4 separate regions of the Mus musculus genome follow, and all the other regions are linked to region 4. Evidence: chromatin contacts called from public HiChIP or PLAC-seq and promoter capture Hi-C data. All regions are on one chromosome and are shown on one strand. Each heading gives the region's core, a stretch centred on a gene start, on an enhancer-like site or on the middle of the called end of the contact. The rest is flanking DNA. Distances are from core to core; before and after follow the strand shown. Region 1 holds the start of Cldn5 (claudin 5). Region 2 overlaps Arvcf (armadillo repeat gene deleted in velocardiofacial syndrome). Region 3 overlaps Txnrd2 (thioredoxin reductase 2). Region 4 holds the start of Gp1bb (glycoprotein Ib, beta polypeptide).

What was found. Promoter capture Hi-C pulls out the DNA fragments that hold promoters and counts their contacts. HiChIP or PLAC-seq counts read pairs in DNA pulled down with a chosen protein or histone mark.
Region 1: an H3K4me3 HiChIP or PLAC-seq map of forebrain shows a contact between it and region 4, with 3 times the contacts expected there. The contact joins the promoter of Cldn5 here to the promoter of Gp1bb in region 4. A contact is called at or near these places in 11 of 39 promoter capture datasets (the HPC-7 cell line, the SN4741 cell line, cranial neural crest and 5 more), 15 of 484 Hi-C or Micro-C datasets (B cells, LSK cells, colorectal tumor organoids and 2 more), 12 of 115 datasets of contacts at active chromatin or transcription factors (bone marrow-derived macrophages, embryonic forebrain, embryonic limb bud and 6 more) and 5 of 9 other capture datasets (adipose tissue, embryonic stem cells, liver and 2 more).
Region 2: a contact with region 4 is called in a promoter capture Hi-C map of cranial neural crest. The contact joins the enhancer-like site here to the promoter of Gp1bb in region 4. A contact is called at or near these places in 10 of 39 promoter capture datasets (3T3-L1-derived adipocytes, cranial neural crest, embryonic stem cells and 6 more), 1 of 484 Hi-C or Micro-C datasets (bone marrow-derived macrophages), 8 of 115 datasets of contacts at active chromatin or transcription factors (craniofacial prominence, embryonic basal ganglia, embryonic hindbrain and 5 more) and 5 of 9 other capture datasets (adipose tissue, embryonic stem cells, liver and 2 more).
Region 3: a contact with region 4 is called in a promoter capture Hi-C map of trophoblast stem cells, with 4 times the contacts expected there. The contact joins the enhancer-like site here to the promoter of Gp1bb in region 4. A contact is called at or near these places in 25 of 39 promoter capture datasets (the 3T3-L1 cell line, 3T3-L1-derived adipocytes, the C10 cell line and 14 more), 4 of 15 datasets of contacts at CTCF or cohesin (the NIH/3T3 cell line, embryonic stem cells and pro-B cells), 15 of 484 Hi-C or Micro-C datasets (the BV-2 cell line, the HL-1 cell line, the N1E-115 cell line and 7 more), 22 of 115 datasets of contacts at active chromatin or transcription factors (T-cell acute lymphoblastic leukemia, craniofacial prominence, embryonic basal ganglia and 11 more) and 4 of 9 other capture datasets (adipose tissue, embryonic stem cells, liver and 1 more).

Annotation. Positions count from the first base shown.
Region 1 is chr16:18,775,423-18,778,122 of GRCm38.p6, reverse strand. It overlaps Cldn5 (claudin 5), which reads right to left and starts at 1,276. Exons shown (of 1, transcript NM_013805.4): 1 at 1-1,276. The coding sequence starts at 1,127. The coding sequence ends at 471.
Region 2 is chr16:18,376,032-18,378,731 of GRCm38.p6, reverse strand. All of the region lies in intron 2 of Arvcf (armadillo repeat gene deleted in velocardiofacial syndrome), which reads right to left. Among named protein-coding and RNA genes, the nearest start is that of Arvcf, 29 kb to the right of the region's middle. Within about 2 kb of position 1,306, at least 42 of the 459 cell types and tissues checked have an H3K27ac peak or open chromatin away from gene starts, as enhancers often do.
Region 3 is chr16:18,470,511-18,473,210 of GRCm38.p6, reverse strand. Txnrd2 (thioredoxin reductase 2) reads right to left here. Exons shown (of 18, transcript NM_013711.3): 13 at 962-1,057; 14 at 325-417. Among named protein-coding and RNA genes, the nearest start is that of Gnb1l, 27 kb to the left of the region's middle. Within about 2 kb of position 1,425, at least 36 of the 459 cell types and tissues checked have an H3K27ac peak or open chromatin away from gene starts, as enhancers often do. A contact at or near this core is called in trophoblast stem cells, where this site is marked.
Region 4 is chr16:18,621,029-18,623,728 of GRCm38.p6, reverse strand. It overlaps Gp1bb (glycoprotein Ib, beta polypeptide), which reads left to right and starts at 1,326. Exons shown (of 2, transcript NM_010327.2): 1 at 1,326-2,158; 2 at 2,397-2,700. The coding sequence starts at 2,149. Septin5 (septin 5) reads left to right here. Exons shown (of 12, transcript NM_213614.2): 9 at 312-408; 10 at 489-624; 11 at 712-814; 12 at 933-1,918. The coding sequence ends at 989.

The DNA.
Region 1 (2,700 bases), core at 27-2,526, 150 kb before region 4:
AGGTCCAGGCTAAGTCCTTTGGTTCAGTAGGTTCTTCTCCACTAACAAAGAAAATGCCCTTTTTAACACGTCCCTCTGGCAGCCCCGGGGTTTCTCCAGCTGCCCTTTCAGGTTAGCAGGTGCCACTGGACATTAAGGCAGCATCTAGTGCCCCCAGGATCTCAGTAGGAACTGTTCGCGGCAGTTTGGTGCCTACTTCACCGATGAAATCTGAGCGTTCCACCCACGTCGTGGCCAACTGCGCATAGAAGAAAAGGTCGGTCAAGTTCTTAAAAGTGCCTGTAGTCTGTTCTGAGCAGGGCCCGGCTAGTGATGGTCAACGGACTCTGAGAGCGGGCAAGTCTGGCCCGAACCCAGCATGACTTGCGCTGCGCAACCCAGCGGTGGTCGTCATCCACACACGGCTTCCCGCATCGGTCTTTCCCATCGCGGGCTTAGCTGCGGGAAGAGCCCCGCCATGCCTCCCGCCCTTAGACATAGTTCTTCTTGTCGTAATCGCCATTGGCCGTGGGCCGCCGCGGCGCAGAGTACTTGACCGGGAAGCTGAACTCAGGGCGCCCGGTGCAGACCCAGGCGCCGCAACACACGAGGCCGCCACCGCACATGAGCAGTGCGGAGGCCGCCCAGCCGATGTACAGCGCCGCGCCCAGCTCGTACTTCTGTGACACCGGCACCGTCGGATCATAGAACTCGCGGACAACGATGTTGGCGAACCAGCAGAGCGGCACGAGTGCCAGCAGCCCGCACACCGCGTAAAGCGCTCCTCCCGTGAGTGCTACCCGTGCCTTAACTGGGCCCGGGGCCACGCAGGTGGTGCACTGAGCGCCGGTCAAGGTAACAAAGAGTGCCACCAGCGCCAGCAGCACAGCGCCCACGGTGAGTGCCCGAGCTGCCTGCACCTCCGCACTCAGCGCCAGCACAGATTCATACACCTTGCACTGCATGTGCCCGGTACTCTGCACCACGCACGACATCCACAGCCCCTTCCAAGTCGTCTGCGCCGTCACGATGTTGTGGTCCAGGAAGGCAGTCACCTGCCACATGGGCAGCCCACACGCCAGGATCAAGCCCACCCATCCTACCAGACACAGCACCAGACCCAGAATTTCCAACGCTGCAGACCCCATGGCTAAAGACTGAATGCTCACCCGACGGCCCTTGGGGCCTCCGGGTGCTCTCTGCGCTGCTTAGGCTGGGAGCTGGGAATTGATTCTGGTGCCTCTGCTCTGGAGCCTCCAGTCCTGGAGCAGAAGAGGAGGTTTTAACTACACCAACTGGGTTCTGAAGTAACCTGTTGTCCTATTTGAAGTCTCGGGGGCGGACTCTGCCCCCAGGGCGCAGCCCCCCGAGTTAGCTCAACCAATCCATGAGCAGACCTTCGGCCCACAGCCAATCGCGGACCCCCTGACAGCTACAGTTACTGAAACCACGGGCGAGCAGGACTAGTCCTGCTCACCCGAACCGCACCCTGCAGAACCGCAGTCTGAGACCCTACCAGTTTCTGTCCTAGTAGGGGCTGATCTTGGCAGGTACACAGGAGATCTGTGCGCCCCTGTCTCCACTGTTAGCAGCATGACCCCTAACCTACACTCACCAGCTCCACCTGCTACATCCCGGATCATTCCAACTCCTCTCTGCAGACTGCTTGGCCTGGAGGTTCTCTGAGCCCCCGTGCACAGGTGAAACAAACCTCTACGCCCGCCGTTTTTCCCTTGGCACACCAAGCGGAGATGCTCGGCAAGCCTGTGTTGGGCTTGCCCTTAATTATAACCTCATTCATGATCCTACCCAACCACCGCCTACAGTTCTCACTCCTTCCCTGGAACCACTGGTCTGACACAAAGTGAACACTGCAAGGGCCTGTGCTCTCCTCTGGGATGCTGCGCAACCCCTGAGGGTTCTCCGACGTCCAGTCTTCTCCAGCAGATAGGCTGTGATCCTAACACAGCATACTGGAATCCTGGGACAGCAGAGACACGATGGGACATAGAAAGGCTATGCCTTGCCATCCTACAAATAGTTGTGGTGCTTTGCCACCCCAGCCCCCAGGCCACCCTCCGGAAGCCAACTTGGAGTTTCCTGGCCAGGAGGAAGAGCCCCCATCCTCGGTGGAGGAGGGAGCCGCGGGATTTCCGGGCATTCTTCTGCACAATGGCCCAGCCATTTCTTGAAAGGTCCACTGGGTTAGACACACTGGGTCCCTGAGGCTCAGGTGGGGGCACCAGGCCCCACAGCCCACAACCAAACTAGGGCGCCAGCCTCTTTCCAGTGAACACTCCTCCCTGCTCCCTTTGTTTCCAGCTAACCCTGGACTCCAGCTGGGCTTTGTTGTCTTCTGTTGTTGTTCTGTTTGGGGGTTTTGTTTTGTTGTTTCCTCTGCTCAAAAGAACTCAGGGCCTCTATAGGGAAAGGATGACATTGTTGAGGCCAGCCACAGATGTGGAGATTTTGGTAAATCTCTCCCTTTTATGGGTCCCTGCTTCCTTCTGGAGATGGCTCTGAGCTAGAGGTCTATGGGGCCAGGTCATTGCCTACTTCACCCTACAACAAACTGTTCTTAGAAGACGGCGGGAGAGCCTCACATACACACCCTTTCTTGTCCTCCCTGGTACCTCTTCCAGCTATCATATATTAACTGCTGCCTTCTATCTTCTAGAGACCCCTGCTTTTCTGCAGACCCTTCTCCCTGCTCAGTAGATG
Region 2 (2,700 bases), core at 57-2,556, 240 kb after region 4:
AGAAATACTGTCCCTGGCATGACCTCCTGGTAAACAATTCAGAGAAGCAAGCAACACAGACGTCTTGTAAGGGAATACTGGTTCACTCTGGCCAACAGGATGTAATCTTTAACCCAGCTGTCAACCTGATGAAGTTCCAAACTATCTAAAACATAAGAGGATTACTTCAGTCCAATCAGTCAGTTACTTGGCTAAGGGATCAGCCCTAGAAAGGTGGGCTCACCTTAAGGGCTCCCACACTAGGGAGACAAGTGCAGTAATGACTCCTTTAATGAGATGCTGCCCTTCTTAGAATCCCTGCTCCCACATGCTCCCCTTGGGCTGTCCTAAGGGTCCATGGATCTTTGCACCTTTCTGAGCCCTGACTGAAAAAGCTGTAACTTTCTCTTCTCTTCTACTTCTGTCTCCTTCAGCCACTAGCTAGAACCTAAGGTTTGTTTGTTTCTGTTGCTGTTTTCTTACTCTTTGGGCTTCCTTACTCTTTCTCTAAAGCTCTCCTCCCCACTATGAGGCAGCTTGTCTGCCATGTGCTTACTGCTATGCCCTCTAAACTAACACCGCATCATTTTCTTCCTCCTTGCTGTCTCCTTTCCCCTCCTACTGGCAATTGCTGAGGATTATGGCTTTCCTGCCCTGGGTTGGGTGTTTTGTTTTGTTTTGTTTTGTTTTTTCACTCTAATAAAAAAGTCCTCTTGGAACAAACTTTAACTTTCAAACTCTTCCTGCCTTTTAATTCTTTTTGTTTAATCATTTTTTTAGAATGAATATATATATATATATATATATATATATATATATGTGTGTGTGTGTGTGTGTGTGTGTGTGTGTATCAATTGTGTGTATGTACACATACACACACACACACACACACACACACGCACGCACGCACGCACCTCACCCAGTGTAGACTTCTAGCCCTTCAGTGCTGCCTGGCTTCTCAACTCCACACCCCTCAGAGGCTCTGGGATTTGGAGATCCTTCTCTGGAGGGGGTGGAGATCTGAGACAGGATCATTCTCCTGTGTGTCCCATCTCCACTCTTTCCAAAAGGACCCCTGAATCATCAGCACTTCCTGTTCCTGAGGCTGTCATCATTTGAGACAGGACCCCTCTATGTACCCCAGGCTCAAGATGTAGCCACGGTTGACCCTGAACTCCTGTATGGCCTGACAGTACTGGAATTACAGGCATGCAGAGCCTGCAGTCCTGATGACTGAACCCAAGGACTGTGTGTGCAGGGACCTTGCCACTGAACTACACCGCTAGCCAGGTCTGGGGATTCTCTGCTGTGAGAGGCCTGGGAAAGCTGCCTCCCGCTGAGTCACATGACTGCATTTATCTGCACAGAGGGGAAGGACTAAAGCTATGACCCTCCCTCCCCCAACCCCTGCCAAAGGTTAAAGATGATGTTCAATGAATTGGGAACTGGCCACAAAGAAAAGGAAGCATCATAAATGTCTTTTACAAAACCACACCAAAGGCAGTTGATTGCAGAGAGGAACAGATAGCAGTAGCAGAAACTCAAGCCTGGTGGGGTAGAAAGCAAACTCAAGCTGCAAACAGGCAGAAAATGACAAAGATGACCAAAAGGCCAGGCAAGCAAAAAGGCAGAGAGAAACTCCCAGAGCAGAACAGAAGTTTCAACCACAGAGACAAGACCAGAAACTGCTGGAGGCAAGCCTCATGGGGGCTTGTCAGGATTATGGTCAGAACCTGGGTTGGGGTGAGCTTCCTGTCCAGAAAGCTGTCTGTACCTGTTTCTACTGTTAGTAACAGTGCCACACCCAAGGAGGTTAGAGAGGAAAAGCTTATGATTTTAGTCTAAGGTCACGAGGCTGTATTGAAGTGTGGTCTTGCCAGCAGGGTTGCAAGGTGGTCCAGGGTGTCACATGCTGGAGAAACAGAGCACAGGAGACCTAGGTCACCACCCTGTACAACAGATCCACTCTTGGATAACCATTAACAAATTTAAAAAAAAAAAAAAACAACCAAACATAAAAAACCAGGTTAATCTATTCAGGAGGGCAGAGCCCTAATCACTTCCTAAAGCCTCCTTCCGGACCATTCTTATTATCTTATAAAGTGAAATTAAATTTCAGCCAGCGGTCTGGAGGAAACAAGCCACATTCAAACCACAGCAGAAGCCACTGCAAGAGTGGACATGTCTCTCAGCATTTTACAAGTCTTATCAAGGTCACATGTCTTCTGGTCTCCCAGGTGTGCTGTGTCCCCTGCACGGTTCAGGAAACAGTCGGCCTGGTCCCTGCTAGGCTTGGTGAGTGTGGACACTGCTCATCAACAAAAGTCAACGCCTGCCTTCTTCCTCTTAGATGCTTTTTTTTTTTTTTTTTTTTTTTTTTTTTTTGGTTTTTCGAGACAGGGTTTGTCTGTATAGCCCTGGCTGTCCTGGAACTCACTTTGTAGACCAGGCTGGCCTCGAACTCAGAAATCCACCTGCCTCTGCCTCCCGAGTGCTGGGATTAAAGGCGTGCGCCACCACCGCCGGGCTCTCTTAGATGCTTTTATGAAAAGGAAGAGCTAATGGCTTTTTAAAAGCACAACACTATTCCTTTCTCACTTAAGGAATGTTTTTGTTTTCACCTGTTTAAAAGTTAGGGGCTTACTATTTTGCACAAGCTGGTCTTAAACTTCTGGTATCAAGTGATTCTCCTGTCTTGGGTTCCCGAGTACCTGGTGCGGG
Region 3 (2,700 bases), core at 176-2,675, 150 kb after region 4:
GCTGGGGGCGGGGCGTTGTAGTACATACAGTGTAGCTGGGGGCGGGGTGTTGGAGGCTACCAGATCATAAGACTTCAGAGGAAGGCAGCAGTCAGAGACCCAGGTGGACACCAGGGCAGCAGGGGACATTCAGTGGGACCAGAGAAGCGAAACTTAGGCACACACTAAAGCTGCCGGAGGCTTCCCTTGTTTCTGGGGCTGCTCCCCAACACTCCTGTCCTGTGGGGCCCCACACTATGCCCTGACAAGAGCAGCCTCCAGAAGTAGCCCCTGTTTACCAGACCTCCAATCTATAGAGGGGTTCTGTGGAGGAGAGTTCCCTACCTCTACATGCTCCTGGCCATGGAGAGCCACAGCCTCCTCCTCAGACAGCCCCACACAGCCATACTCCAGTGGTGTAAAGACAGTTGTGGGAACCTGGAAAGTAGGTCTGGAATCAGATGTGCTTTGTGTGTGTGTGTGTGTGTGTGTGTGTGGTCCCCCCACCCCCCTCTCCCAAACTGAAAATGCGTCCCCTGAGTGACACTTGAGCAGTAATCTGAGGCCAGGGACCCAGCCACACATGAGCACAGCAGGTGGCCACTCATTGTTCCTGGGCTGGACCAGGAGCTAAACTACATACATTCCTTTTTCTAGAAGAGGGAATGAGCTGCCAGGGATAGCTCACGGACACAGGCTTTCTCTGAACCCACTGATGTGCTGGTCCCATGATAGAGCTCAAAAGAGATTCGGCCATACTTCCCAGCGACTCAGGGTCTGGTTCACATGGCCCTAAAGACTGTATCCTCCTGCTCATGTGCACGCAGGTATTCACATCGGTGTGCACATACATACATGCACATACCCATGTGTGCATGCATGTATCCACGTACATGCAGGCACATAGATGCAAACACCCCTTACCCCAGAAGAACCAGCCAAGCCTTTCCTAGCTTGACCTGGGTCCTTTAAAGGAACTCACATTGCTGTAATCCATTAAGGTTGAGGATTTCCCAAAGAGCCGCTGAGCCAGAAGCTTTCCTGCCTTGATAGCTGTGGGCGTCAGCTCAGGCCGCCCCTGAGGGAAGAGTACAACAGCATTATACTGCAGACAGCCTGTGCAGATACCACACCACCACCCATCGCCCTCCTAGCAGGTGGTTGAAGACTCACAACACCATGCCACAGGCTTCAAAGACATGGACATGAGCTGTCAGGCTGTGCCAACCTCAAAAGCCTTCAGCACGCAAGGCTGATTCCCCACAGTGAGAATCCCAGGGCCTGTGGGTCTGCTTATCTACCCTTTCTCTAGAGGAGGGAAAGCAGCCGGGCTCAGCCCCACTACGCTCACTTGCACAGGCTCTTCTCTGAATAAGCCACACTGATGATCTCAGAGTGCTGGTCCCATGACAGAGCTCCAAAGAGATCCCGCCCATGGTTCCCCGTGACTCGGGGTCTGGTTCATATGGCCCCAAGCATGTCACGTGCTCCTGACACACAGCTTGACATGCATGTCATAGTCCATGACAAATCCCAAATCAGTGTCATTCTGCAGGAGACCACTTTGTCTCAGGGCGCACATCGCCTCGGGTATTCCTGCTTGCAGCAGCTCAGACCCCCACTGCCAATCGCCTCTGTAGCAGGAAATGCAGATGCTGTTTGGCATTCCAGAAATGAGTAGAGATCTACAGAGATAAACTACACTTCCAGCCAGCACATTCCATCCGGCCTGAGTAACCCAGGAAACATCCCCACACAGCACACCTTACCCCATTAGACAACACCACTACTTCACCCTAGGCTCTCTAGCTGCTGGCCTGACCTGAATGAAGGGGTATTAACTTCATGCTTACATTCATCTTTTAAACTGTGTATTGAAATTTTAAAATAAAGAAGGCTTTCCTGTGCCACATGCTGGTGGCAACCCAGCACTGTGTGCTAGACTGAGACACACTCGATGTCTCTCTTCTGAGACAACACAGGTGCTATCTCAGGGTACAGTGCTCACAAAACAGAGATGAGGCCTATAGTTGGAGAACAAGCAACCACACTGCCCAGGTTTGTGGCCTGAGCCTTAATTAGATAGTGGTGTAAAGTGCTGGAGAGGTGGCTCAGTGGTGAAGAGCACTGGCTGCCCTTCCACAAGACCTGGGTTTCAGCATCCATATAAAAGCTAACAATTCTTTGTAACTTCAGTTCCAGGGCACCTGACGCCCTCTTCTGGCTTCCATGTGCACCAGGCACACATGAGGTCCACACATAAAAAGAAGTTTAGATGGTGAAATGACCAGGAGGGAGCAGTGCTGGGCAGAAAGCTCTGTGGTACTTTTCATGCAGTCCTCCTTGGAACTGACATCTCTGAGGCCTGGTACCTGGCAGCAGTGAGAATCAGGCACCTCTTAGAGAGTCACATGTTCCTGAACTTAAAACACAGGGCCTGATGGTATCGTGTACAGTGGCCACGGCTCATATCTGAGCATTCTGACAGTTGTAGGGGACCCCTCTGGTACACCAAAGAGTCCAAGAGCCATGCTGACCTAGCAAGAGTTCTACTGGGACCTATTAGACTCAACCACTGGCTCCGTCTCCCCAGATTCTTCTCTACACTTTCCAAAGTGAGTTCCAAAGGGAACCAAGGCAGAGCAGCCACCTGGAAGGCATAGGTGCCAGATGCTCTTGCCTGGCCTGCTTTGCTTCCAACCAGAACCTTCAGTTACCCCA
Region 4 (2,700 bases), core at 77-2,576:
GAGCTAAGCCAGGAACTAGGGCCTTTGGGCCAGAAGCAGATGGCAGCGCCATCTACCAGTAAGCATGGTCTTGGCTTTGACTTGAACCGTGGAGGAAGCTCCTGGAAGCATCCAGTGCCAGAGAAGTGCCTGGCGTTGTGGCAGAAACCCCAAGGCCTTTAGCCCCACAGGCTTTGTGGCTTTTGTGGGTAGCAAAGACACCCACAGAGGGACCATGCCATGGGAGGGGGATGATGGCAGTGCTGGAATGGCCTCTGAGCCAGCTGCTCTTACAGACTAGGCTGGGCTGGGTCCTTGCTCCCCTTCCCCAGGAAAGTGCACCCTTCGCCGTTATTGGCAGCAACACTGTGGTGGAGGCCAAGGGGCAGCGGGTCCGGGGGCGACTGTACCCCTGGGGGATCGTCGAAGGTGAGATGAGGCAGGAGGCTGGGTGAGGGGTGGGTGGCTCCCCTAGACTGACACCGACTCATCGTCGATCCTGCCCACAGTGGAGAATCAGGCGCACTGCGACTTTGTGAAGCTCCGCAACATGCTCATCCGCACTCACATGCACGACCTCAAAGATGTGACGTGCGACGTGCACTATGAGAACTACCGTGCCCACTGCATCCAGCAGATGACCAGGTGGGCCACCCGCACCAGTAGCAGGCCAGGCGGCTCCCACCCTCCTAACCCGAACCTCCCAACAAGCACAGCCCTCTCATTCCACAGCAAACTCACCCAGGACAGCCGCATGGAGAGCCCCATTCCTATCCTCCCACTACCCACACCGGATGCGGAGACCGAGAAGCTCATCAGGATGAAGGATGAAGAGGTGGGTGGATATCAGGAGTAGGGCCGAGATTGTGAACAGGGTAGGGAGGAGAAGCAGAGGGCAGAGCTACAGCTCTCCTGCCTTTTCTCACTCTGACTTGGGTCGCCCCCACCACCAGCTAAGGCGCATGCAGGAGATGTTGCAGAAGATGAAGCAGCAAATGCAAGACCAGTGACACCCGCCCCAGCCCCACGTCGTCGACAAGGATAGACGGCCGGTTTCCGGGCTGGCCCCTCCTACCCCTGGATCCCAGACTGTCCTGGATTCCACCCTGGGTTCATCTGGATCTCAGAAGGCCTGGACCTCACCCTAATCCAAAGTGGCTTTGACCAGACTGTTCAGACCTGGAGCCACAGAGCCACAGCCCCCAGATGACCCTAATTTATTCTCGGCGTCCACCCTTCCCGGTCATTTGTATCTGCTTCCGAGTGCTCTGAATCACAGCCCCTCCCCAACCTCCTGCCCCCGCCCCACCCCGCACCTCCCCGCCTATCATAAGGGAACAAGATGTGCACAACCTCCAAGATCTCCCTTCCTAGAAGATCACTGCCCCCCAGCGGGCCAATAAACCAGGGTAGAGGAGGGACGTGGATGCAGGATCTTGGGCCTATTACCCAAGCTAGTGCTGCAGAGTGGAGTTGGGAGGCCCCCCTCTGCCGATTCCAGTGGGCTACGAAGCATTTGCTAATGGCCTACTGAGCGCGGAAGTAGGCCGGTTCCTCCCTTACTCCCTAATCATGCTCTGTTCAGGATCGGAGGCGGCGGGGTTTGGAGGCTAAGGCCTTTAGGAAGACCCCAGATCTAGAGGCTTCTGGGAGGAAGGCGGGGCCGCGATGCTCTAGACCGCTCGCGCCCCTTCCTGAGTCTACCTGAAGGACTCCAAGGGCGGTAGAGACGGGGTGTCCCTATGCCTAGACTACTTTCGTCCACCCATAGGTCAAGGTCTTTTCTTCCCAGCAACTCTGTTGCACAAGGATTCCAGCCCTTGGCCTCCTCCATATCTCCACCCGCATGATTCCTCCCCACACACCCCATGCTCCGTTTTGTTCAGTTGTGAATGCCGCGTCCTGTCCTGGTGACAGGAGAACAAAGTTGGTGAACGTCGCACCGAGTGTCCGAGTGTTCCATGAGCCCCTGGGAGCGGGCGGGGGGACGGAAGCCCGGGCTGCCTGCGGCCCCAGGCGATAGTACCCTATCTGCCTTCGCAACGCCCTTGCGCGCCGGCTCGGAGTTATTTCTGGCCAGGCGGCAGAATTGTGGTCTGTTGCTGTAGACTCAGGCAGGCTCTCGGGCCAACGCCTCTCCAGAACGAAGTAGGCCACCATCCTCTCGCCATGGGCTCCCGTGAGTTCTGGGGTCGGGTCTGCAGCTTTCTAGGAAGAGCCACGGTCAGGAGGTGTTCTAGTTTGGGCATCAATAGGCAAAGTCTTGGATCAGAGGTGGATGGAAACTCGAGCCAGCGCCCAGAGTGGCCGGGGTGGAGGGACCTGCGGACTCGTGGGATGCTGGTCCTAGGAGCTGGCGGGAGCAGCGCCGACGGTCCCAAGGATGCTCCCGCCTCATCCTAGTGCTTCTCTTTCAGGGCCCCGTGGGGCGCTGAGCCTGCTGCTTCTGTTGCTAGCGCTGCTCAGCCGCCCAGCCTCTGGCTGCCCCGCGCCATGCAGCTGCGCAGGGACGCTCGTGGACTGTGGGCGCCGCGGGCTGACCTGGGCGTCGCTGCCGGCTGCCTTCCCTCCCGACACCACCGAATTGGTGCTGACCGGCAACAACCTGACGGCGCTGCCGCCCGGGCTTCTGGACGCGTTGCCTGCTCTGCGCGCAGCACACCTGGGCGCCAACCCCTGGCGCTGCGACTGCCGCCTATTGCCGCTGCGCGCCTGGCTGGC